Regions from separate parts of the Gossypium hirsutum genome. Here region 1 is linked to region 2. Evidence: chromatin contacts called from public Hi-C data. All regions are on one chromosome and are shown on one strand. The core of a region is the stretch at or near the end of the contact, and the rest is flanking DNA. Distances in the headings are between cores, read along the strand shown.

Region 1 (4,430 bases), core at 837-3,336, 260 kb after region 2:
TTTTTATTTGGTATTGTAAATTTTACATATATAATATTTTAACTGATATCACCAATATTTTTAAAATAATTTTTTTACCATTTCAATTAAAATTTCATTTTTATAAATATTTTTATCTTTAATCTCATTATTTAATATATAAAAATAACAATATATATATACACAGTAGACTGCAGCTAGTATGGTGACAATTAGTTTCGGGAAGAAAACTTCAATCATTTTCTTTGTTTTCATTTGTCTTGTGATTACTTGGTGACATTGTTACGTAGGAGACCAGGTTTTGTTTATGTTTTCGTCTCCTTTTATTCAAAGTCTTGAGAGGTGAAGAAAATGGTAAAACAGAAACCAAATCTTGTGTTGAAACAAAGGACGCAAGTTATTATAATATAGAAGGAGAGAAGCCCTTGTGTGAAAACCACACGAATCTTGGGTATTTTCAAATAAAGGTAGGGGTGCAGGGCAAAGATACACAATTACAAAGCTATAAGTAAAGGTTTTTCGAATATTGTAATTAAAAGGAGAGCTGCAAAGACGAAGTCCAATTCCATATAGAACAAGCACATGCGGTTTCCTGCTACACCAAAGCAAACAGCAACGACATCAGTATGAGCTTACGGTGAATGTCACATTCTAAAGCCCTCAGTGACATACGTTACACTCGCAAAAGCTAGATACACTGTGAGTAAAAGGTGTCTCCGATACGGCAACCCTTCATAGCCCATCTCACGTTAGACTCGAACAACTTTGGATCATCCCTCAACACTTGAGCAGCATCATGATTTAGAGGATCCTCGTAATTTGGTTCCTTCACACAAGATTCAAATATCATACGGATACAAATACTTGGAAAAGATGGCAGCAAATTCATAGAAATACAATAGCCATTACCGTAAACAGATGATATAGTCCATAGATTACTGTGTTTATATTGAGCACGGGCTTCCAGTCTTCACGTAAGATGTTAAGGCAAACATTTCCTTCCAAGTCAATATTTGGATGGTAGATCTGGAAATCGGAGTACAACACCAAACAACCCAGGTTATAACCAAAACAGAACATAAACCAACACGATTTGGGTACAAGGATCAGGGGACCTACCGTTGTCTTGCACTTAACTTTGGGTGCCTCATGTGGATAGATGGGAGAAACCTTGAAGGAGAACAAAAATGTGCCACCGCTGCGAAAGCAGCAGTAAGTTGGGCAAATTATTAAATGCGATAAGCCGAATTGTATGTGAAACAAGAGTTTTTCCACTTCTAAGAACAGATTTAACCAAAATATTATTGCTAGAAAACAACCAAGTTACTTGGTTTAAGATACGAGTCATGAAACAAAGCTCTTACTGATAATATCCTTCATCAGGTCGAATCGAAACCTCGAAGTTCATCAGGTCATCCTTTCCATTAGGAAATGCTATGCCACAGGATTGGGGTAGGTTCAGCTCAGAAATGTCTGCAAATTTAAGGCAAAATCAAGCATAACATTCAAATTGATTAACCTCTGATTGCCTAATTGGATCCTAGATCAAACCGATCCTCTTAAATCCAGTTGCTTCAGCGCTCAATCTCATTCAATCTTTAAGAAAGCTAAAGAATTTTGCAACAAAAATGAAGGGGATTTAGGGGGAAAATAAAATAAGACATGGATTGAGTAAACAAGCAAACCTTTGTGTAAACGCAACTCGCCCGCAGTTTGCTTTCTCCTGACGGCTTCATCCTTTGCATTTTCAGCAGTTTCTCTCTGCTTTTCTTTTACTTTAAACAATCGAATCATAGCTCCTGGCTCCTGCTAATAGGTGTTAAAAACTTTTAAAAGAAGCCATTAATCAGAATTTAGTAATGGAATCAAAATAATATCAATCAAAATCAGGGGTCCAAATAGCGGTGGCGCAGCGATATAAACAAAGTTCAAATCAATCGCAGTGAATGGCTGCCGCAAATAACAATGTAACAGAAAATAGCGGCGATAAGGATCCCCTATTCCCGCTTAACCGATAGCTTTAAAAAGAAATTTGAATAAAATTTTATATTAAATTTTTAATATTTTAAAAATACATATATTTTTTTAGTATTATATCAATGTTATTGGGAGCATGTTTATTTGACTCAAGCTCTCTATTTAATCTCTCAAGTAAGCTTTCTTAATCTATCATTGTGCACATGCTCTTTTTTATTTTGTATCAAAGTTTTTTAGAATAGTCAATCACTCAACAATAGTGATTAACTTAAAAGAGAATGATGACATATTAAGATATTTGTGGGCTTTCGTCATAAATATTAAGAATTCGTAAAATAATGTTAATATTTAGATTTCCACTATACTTTTTGTTTTATTTTATTTTTTGCAAATTAAGATATTAGTTTACAGACAAATAATTCGTCTTGAGATAGTATAAAAATATTTGGAATAACCAAAAGTATTATTTAACTGATTAATTAATTGAAATAACATTTTTTGTAATTATTTAAATAATTAAAAAATATTCAAATTTATCACCTAAACAAATCTAGCAATTATAAATTGTGTTTGATTGTATTATAAAACAATTATAGTAAGTAGTATTCTTCTAAAAGATAATATAATCTCATTTTCAAACTCTACTAAATGCGATTGATAAAATTTTAATATTTTAAAATTTTTAGATATAAATCTCAAAATTATATATGAACTTTGATTTAATTAAGAACAATACTTTTTTTTATTCATTTAACTGAGAATTTTGGTTGGGAAGAACATAACCCATGGTTTTAGGAGACAAAGTCAAGAGGCTTAAAGGGTGGGTGGGTTAGCAGTGGGAAAGGGATGGTGGGAGAGAGGGAAAGAATTAGAGTAAGGGGGAGGGATGGTGGGGAAGAGGGAGAGGGATGGGAGAGTGATGATAGGGGGAGGGAGACGAGAGAAGAGGATGAGAGAATGATGGAAAATGGCCGCTCCCTTTACATCTGTAATGAAAAATGGTTAGTGGTGATTGATTTTTTATTTTTCGAAAATTTAGTGATTGAGTTAAAAGTTGAATAACTGTTTTATCATTAAAATCAAAATTAGTAACTGTTGGTATTCTTTACTCTTTACTTAATTATTTGCACACTTAAAAAAACATTTGAGTCTTTAGTTCATACTTGTGTAAAATGGTCTTCTTTTTCATCTTCCATCATTGACTTTTTATATTTCTCGCACAGGCTCTTTTAAAGATTTCACGGTGATTAGCTTATATAATATTTTATTTTTAACTTGGTTACAATGTTAATGGGAATGATAAATAGATCTTTATAACATTTTTATTTTTTTTAACCAACCTAAATGTATTTTTATAAGAGTTGGTGTAGAATTGTTAGCACTATTAAAATTCTTTTATTGTGTAAAATTGTTAGTGCCATTATATTTCTCGCACAGGCTCTTATAAAGAATTGTTAGCATTCTAATTAAAGTGTTAACAAATGGATCTAAAATTTATAAATTCGAAAAGTAGAAAGACTAAATTTTTTAAAATAAAAATATAGAGATTAAATTTTAAATATACGAAGATTACAAAATTTTTGAACAAATTGTAACCTTTAAATTTTTACATTATAATTTAATTAAAAAATAAATAATTAACTCAACTTGTTCTTTTTATCACTATCAAGATATCTGTTTTTAGTCAAAACTTGACCACAGTGTTTTACATTATTTAAAAATATTGCATTTCTATATATGCCATTTTTATCCCTTAAATTGAAAGAAATCTAAATTCATAATTCTCGTAAGTGATTAGGGGATAAAATATTTTCAGGAACAAACAAATTATAATAATTTTTGTCTATATTTTCAGTCATTTTTTTATGTCTTACAATAAATTCATAAAAATAATTTTTATCACTATAGTTTTTTTTTATCTTTGATTAATTTGGTGTTTATTTTTATGAACCAACAAAATACTTATAATTTGATATAGAATAAATTGTCCATTTTTATCATCAATCAAACTAGATCAATAATCAATGTTCCTTTTTTTCATTAGTTGTTTAAAAGTTAAATCCTTCTTAAACGTGGGCAGAATTAATAGTTATAATAATTTCTATACTAAAATAGGACGGTTTGGATTGGATTTGATTTAATAGGGTGGAATTAGGGGGGAAAAATGGTTTGAGGTGGATTAGGTAAATTTAGAAAATAGTCGGGCTCAAGTTTAGTGTAAACCCACCTCGCTTTGCCTGGAGTATTTACAAAATTACCTCTCGTTATATTAATTATTTAGATTTAACCCCTAATTGTTTTAATTCTAAAACTCTCCAAGACTACTTTCTAAACTAATATCTTTAAATTTTTTATATAAAAAATGGTGTGAAAATGGGATTGGAGTTGGATAGTCAAAATGGAACTTTGGATCAAAATTGGACCTATCCCCTTGCTATCCCTAATTACTTCTATAAAAAGTATTTTTGTTATTA
Region 2 (4,197 bases), core at 841-3,340:
TTAACTAAAATTCTAGGATATTTCTCATTTATTTTTTAAGATGTTTTTCATGCTTGTATTTTGAGAAATATGTTTATTTTTATGAATTTTTTTAAAGTTCTACTTTTGTTTTCCAGTGAATTGTGCTCCGGCATCACTATTTGTGGGGTTAGTCGGCTCCCTCTCCCTTTCCCTCATCCCCTATTATCTCCTTTCTTCTTCAGGTTTCTTACATTTTTGGCGAGGGTAAAAAAAGTATATTTCACTATTCGTTGGAGACCAGTGATAGCATTCTTTGGTCTCCTCAGATAGTCAATACAGCCTCGGATGTAAAAAGAAAAGAATGGGTCATTCATTGGAATAGAGTATGGAATGGGGCTTGAATAGGATTCCTATTTACCATGTAAAGTTTTGAATTGGACAGAAAAAGTTAAAAAAGGAGTATTGGGTTCAACTATAAACTTACCAGAATTCACCTTAAACGAATTTATTCATGTTCATAATTTATACGTACATGACAATGTGTTTATTTAAAACATTAAAACATGATCAAGCCCCAGAAGCCTTTGTTTTCAGGTGCTGAATACAGATGTTTGCAACTTGGGACATGGAATTATAAGACGAACCACCTTTGGCCAATGCATTTTCCGCACTATCTTTTAGCTCCTTAATCCTTGATCGTATGTTTCGTCCTTGACGATCCACCAATATTTTTCTAACCACCAATCTTATCTCTTCTCTCCCCACCGCTGCATCTGATTCTACCGCCATCACTCGAATGCTTGCTCCAATGTCTTCCGTCAACATCGAAGCATTCATCTTCTGCTCAGCGTAAAGAGGCCATGCAATCATCGGCACCCCATTGACTATACTCTCCATGGTTGAATTCCACCCACAATGGGTTAAAAACCCACCAATCGACGGATGACTCAATACTTCGACTTGGGGTGCCCACATAGGGACTAGTAGCCCTCGATCTTGGGTCCTAACCAGAAACCCATCAGGCAAATAATTTAGGGTGGCATCAGATCCATTTCCCAAAGCGAGAAAGGTCCCTGCTGCGTCATTTTCAATAGGAGGACGAAGCACCCAAACAAACTTTTGTTGGCTAAGCTCCAGCCCCCAAGCTAGCTCTTTAACTTGTTGGGCAGATAAGGTTCCGCCGCTCCCAAACGACACGTAAATAACTGATTGTTTCGGTTGCTTATCGAGCCAAGCTATTATTTCGTTACCAAAAGCCGACTTTTCAATTGGTCTCACCAGTGGACCGATGGGGTAAATGGGTACCTTCTTTGTCTCTCTCAAGGCTTTAAGAGTTGTGGGTTCAAGTTCATCCCAAGTATTAACCAAAATGCCATCAGTCAAAGACATTTTATTGATTGCTTCAACATATCCTTGGTAAAATGGATCGTTGGCATCCATGAAAAAAACTTCGAGGTTATGCTCAAACTTAATGGGCTTGCAACCCGGAATGTGCAGTGGCTTACGGTTCTTAACATGCTCATCGATCTCTTTCCTATCAATCTCCAGAGTACACAACATAACTGCAAGAAACCATGCATTAGAAGCTATGAATACGAACTTTAACATATTATATTCATCCGCAATCTCCAAAGCATCAGTTCCGAACAAGTCCACAACTAGAGCTGTGGGGCGAAACTCCATCTTAGAGATTTCAGATCTGAGAAACGGCATAGACCGTAGCACCGTTGTCACTATTGTTGCTATAAACGAAACAGAGGGTCCACCTATGTCGGAAACGTCAATAAAAGGAAGTAAAACAATATCAAGGAGATCACCAGAGTCTGCTGGTGATTCAAGTAGATGGGTGTTTGCGAGTGAGGCATGGTCGGTTGCCACAACAAAGACAGTAACTTTGAAGCTTTGATGGGAAACAAGATGCTTGGCAAGCTCCAGCACTGGGATCAAGTGTCCCATTCCAGGGCTTGCAAGGAGAGCTATATGAGACATTGTGGTTTCCATGGAATGCTGGTCCGCAAACTAACTTTGATACTAACGGAAGAGAATCAGTTAAGATGGGGTAAGTTTAAGAGTGGCGGTGCACTGCATTCGTTGGTGTCTTATTTATAGATAGGAGGTCCAGTTCATTCGTCATAGGATATTATAGGATTTAGAGAGTGCACAAATGGGATCCAACCCGTTCAAACTCGATTTATAAAAAAATTGGAAAACTTCCGAATTTAATGTTATTTAAATCAACATGGCCGAAAATAAAAAAAGGATAAATTCTATAACTAATTATTTAATTTTTTATTTTAAACTTTAAAAATAAAAATTTTAATTTAAACATTCGTATTAAATAATTCCATCATTTTTATTAGTATCATGTTGTTTACTTTCAAGTCACATGGCATGTGGTATTTTTATTTGGTTTTGTTTTATTTCAAATTTTAATTTAAATTATTTTAAAATAAATGTTTGGCTTATTATATATTAATATCTATAATAAAAATAAATAAATGTTTGGTCCATTATGCATTAATATCTATGATCTATAACCTATATATAAGCGCTTTGGACCTTCCTACCTAGGCACGTGTTGCTCTTATCTTATTTTGAGAGAGAGACAGAGTAAATGTGGCAGAGTATGAATGTGCAAAGTCTTTTTTATAGATTATAACAATCATCAAATTTTAATAGGCCATTCATAGCCTAAACCCTTTATTTAGATTAAAATTATGTAACTTTTAAGAATAGTTAACTTTTAGTTTACATTAATTATAATATATATTTTTTGTTATATGGGTAAGTATTTTTTTTGTATTTTTAAATTACCATTCAAGTGAAATTAACAAAAGAATTTAATGGTGTTAACAATTAGACTTGAATTTTTAAATTCAAAAAGTAGAGGGACTAAATTCTTAAAAATAAAAGTATGAAGATTAAATTCTAAATACACGAAGAGTAAAGAGACTTGAAGTATATTTTAATCTTCAAATTTTAATCTATAATTTAGTTAAAAAAAATATGCGAAGCGTGATAAAAAATCATACTAATATATATGTTTACGGGCATGAGAGGGTGCAAGTCGAACTCAGGTCCCTCTTTTATTTGTAATGTTCTTCAAAAGTTTTTCCATAAAATATTATTTTTTCTTAATCAATGTAACTTCTATTTCATATAAAAACCTCTAAAGAAGTTATAAAGATAAGTCACAAACACCTCATTACTCAAAACATTAGTTAATTTAACAATTACAACAAAAAGAACACTATCCTAAAATGTCAACATGTTAAAAATCCTAGTCTAAACTATTTTTTTATCAACTTAAAAAATTATGCTCCTACTGAAATGAATCTGTAACACCCCTTACCCGGGACAAACTAGTACATCATGAGCAAAAGATGTTACAATTGGACACTAAAGCTAACTTAATTTGAGCATCAATTTCAAGACTTTACTTTAACATAAATTGACTCTTTGAAAGTTTTTCAAGTCATTTCTAGGCTTACTTTTTACAAACAAGGGTCATTCGGGGCTTAATCAGGACAAAATAAGGTAAACAATGTCAGTGATGGGCGACAAGATTACCTTCTGGCCTCACTTGCCTTGATATTCCCTTAGGGGCGTCACTTCTTAAATTTTTAGGTCTATTCAATTTAGTCCAATTTATTATCATTTAGTCATTTGTCAAAAGATTTTAGTTACCCATATCTCCATCAACCAACCTCTTTTGGGGGTTAACTACTCATGCTCAAAGTAAAAGAAATAAACATGGAAATGAAAAACAAGGCGACCATGAAAGTAAAGCTTAAGAAAAATATCAAAGTTAGGATTTTTATGCAAGAAAATGTAAATAACATGAAACTAAAAGCATTTAACAAGAAAATCTAAAGTAATAAATATAAAAGAAACAAGCTTTGATAGATTTAAAGCAAAAGAAACTGAAATACATTAAACTAAAGCTCAAAGAGTCTTAAAAGGTGCAGGGGCTGGAAAATGTAAATAAACCTTAGCTACAGTAATAACTAGCTTAATTAACACTAACAACATAAAGAACAAGAAGTAAATGCAGAAAAATAAGCTCTAAACTAAGGTAAAAGAAGAGAAAATAAAAACCATAGAAAAATGCAGAGAAAACTAAGAGAAACCTAGAGAAAACTAAACCTAAAACTAAGATAATGTGTGTGTCTCTCCTCCTCAACAATTTTTTGTTGTTTTAAGGTGTCTTCTGGTGACTTTTTGTTGCCAAAAATG

Evidence for each region. Hi-C and Micro-C count contacts between places; a contact is called where the count stands out from the background.
Region 1: a Hi-C map of leaf shows a contact between it and region 2, with 2.3 times the contacts expected there. The contact joins the promoter of LOC107926601 here to the promoter of LOC107920494 in region 2. A contact is called at or near these places in 4 of 34 Hi-C or Micro-C datasets (callus and leaf).

The regions. Positions count from the first base shown.
Region 1 is chrA12:16,429,330-16,433,759 of Gossypium_hirsutum_v2.1, forward strand. LOC107926601 (NEDD8-conjugating enzyme Ubc12) reads right to left here and starts at 2,087. Exons shown (of 6, transcript XM_016857499.2): 1 at 1,665-2,087; 2 at 1,344-1,452; 3 at 1,099-1,177; 4 at 889-1,005; 5 at 652-805; 6 at 356-571. The coding sequence starts at 1,773. The coding sequence ends at 668.
Region 2 is chrA12:16,164,434-16,168,630 of Gossypium_hirsutum_v2.1, forward strand. It overlaps LOC107920494 (UDP-glycosyltransferase 72E1), which reads right to left and starts at 2,091. Exons shown (of 1, transcript XM_016850236.2): 1 at 442-2,091. The coding sequence starts at 1,962. The coding sequence ends at 529.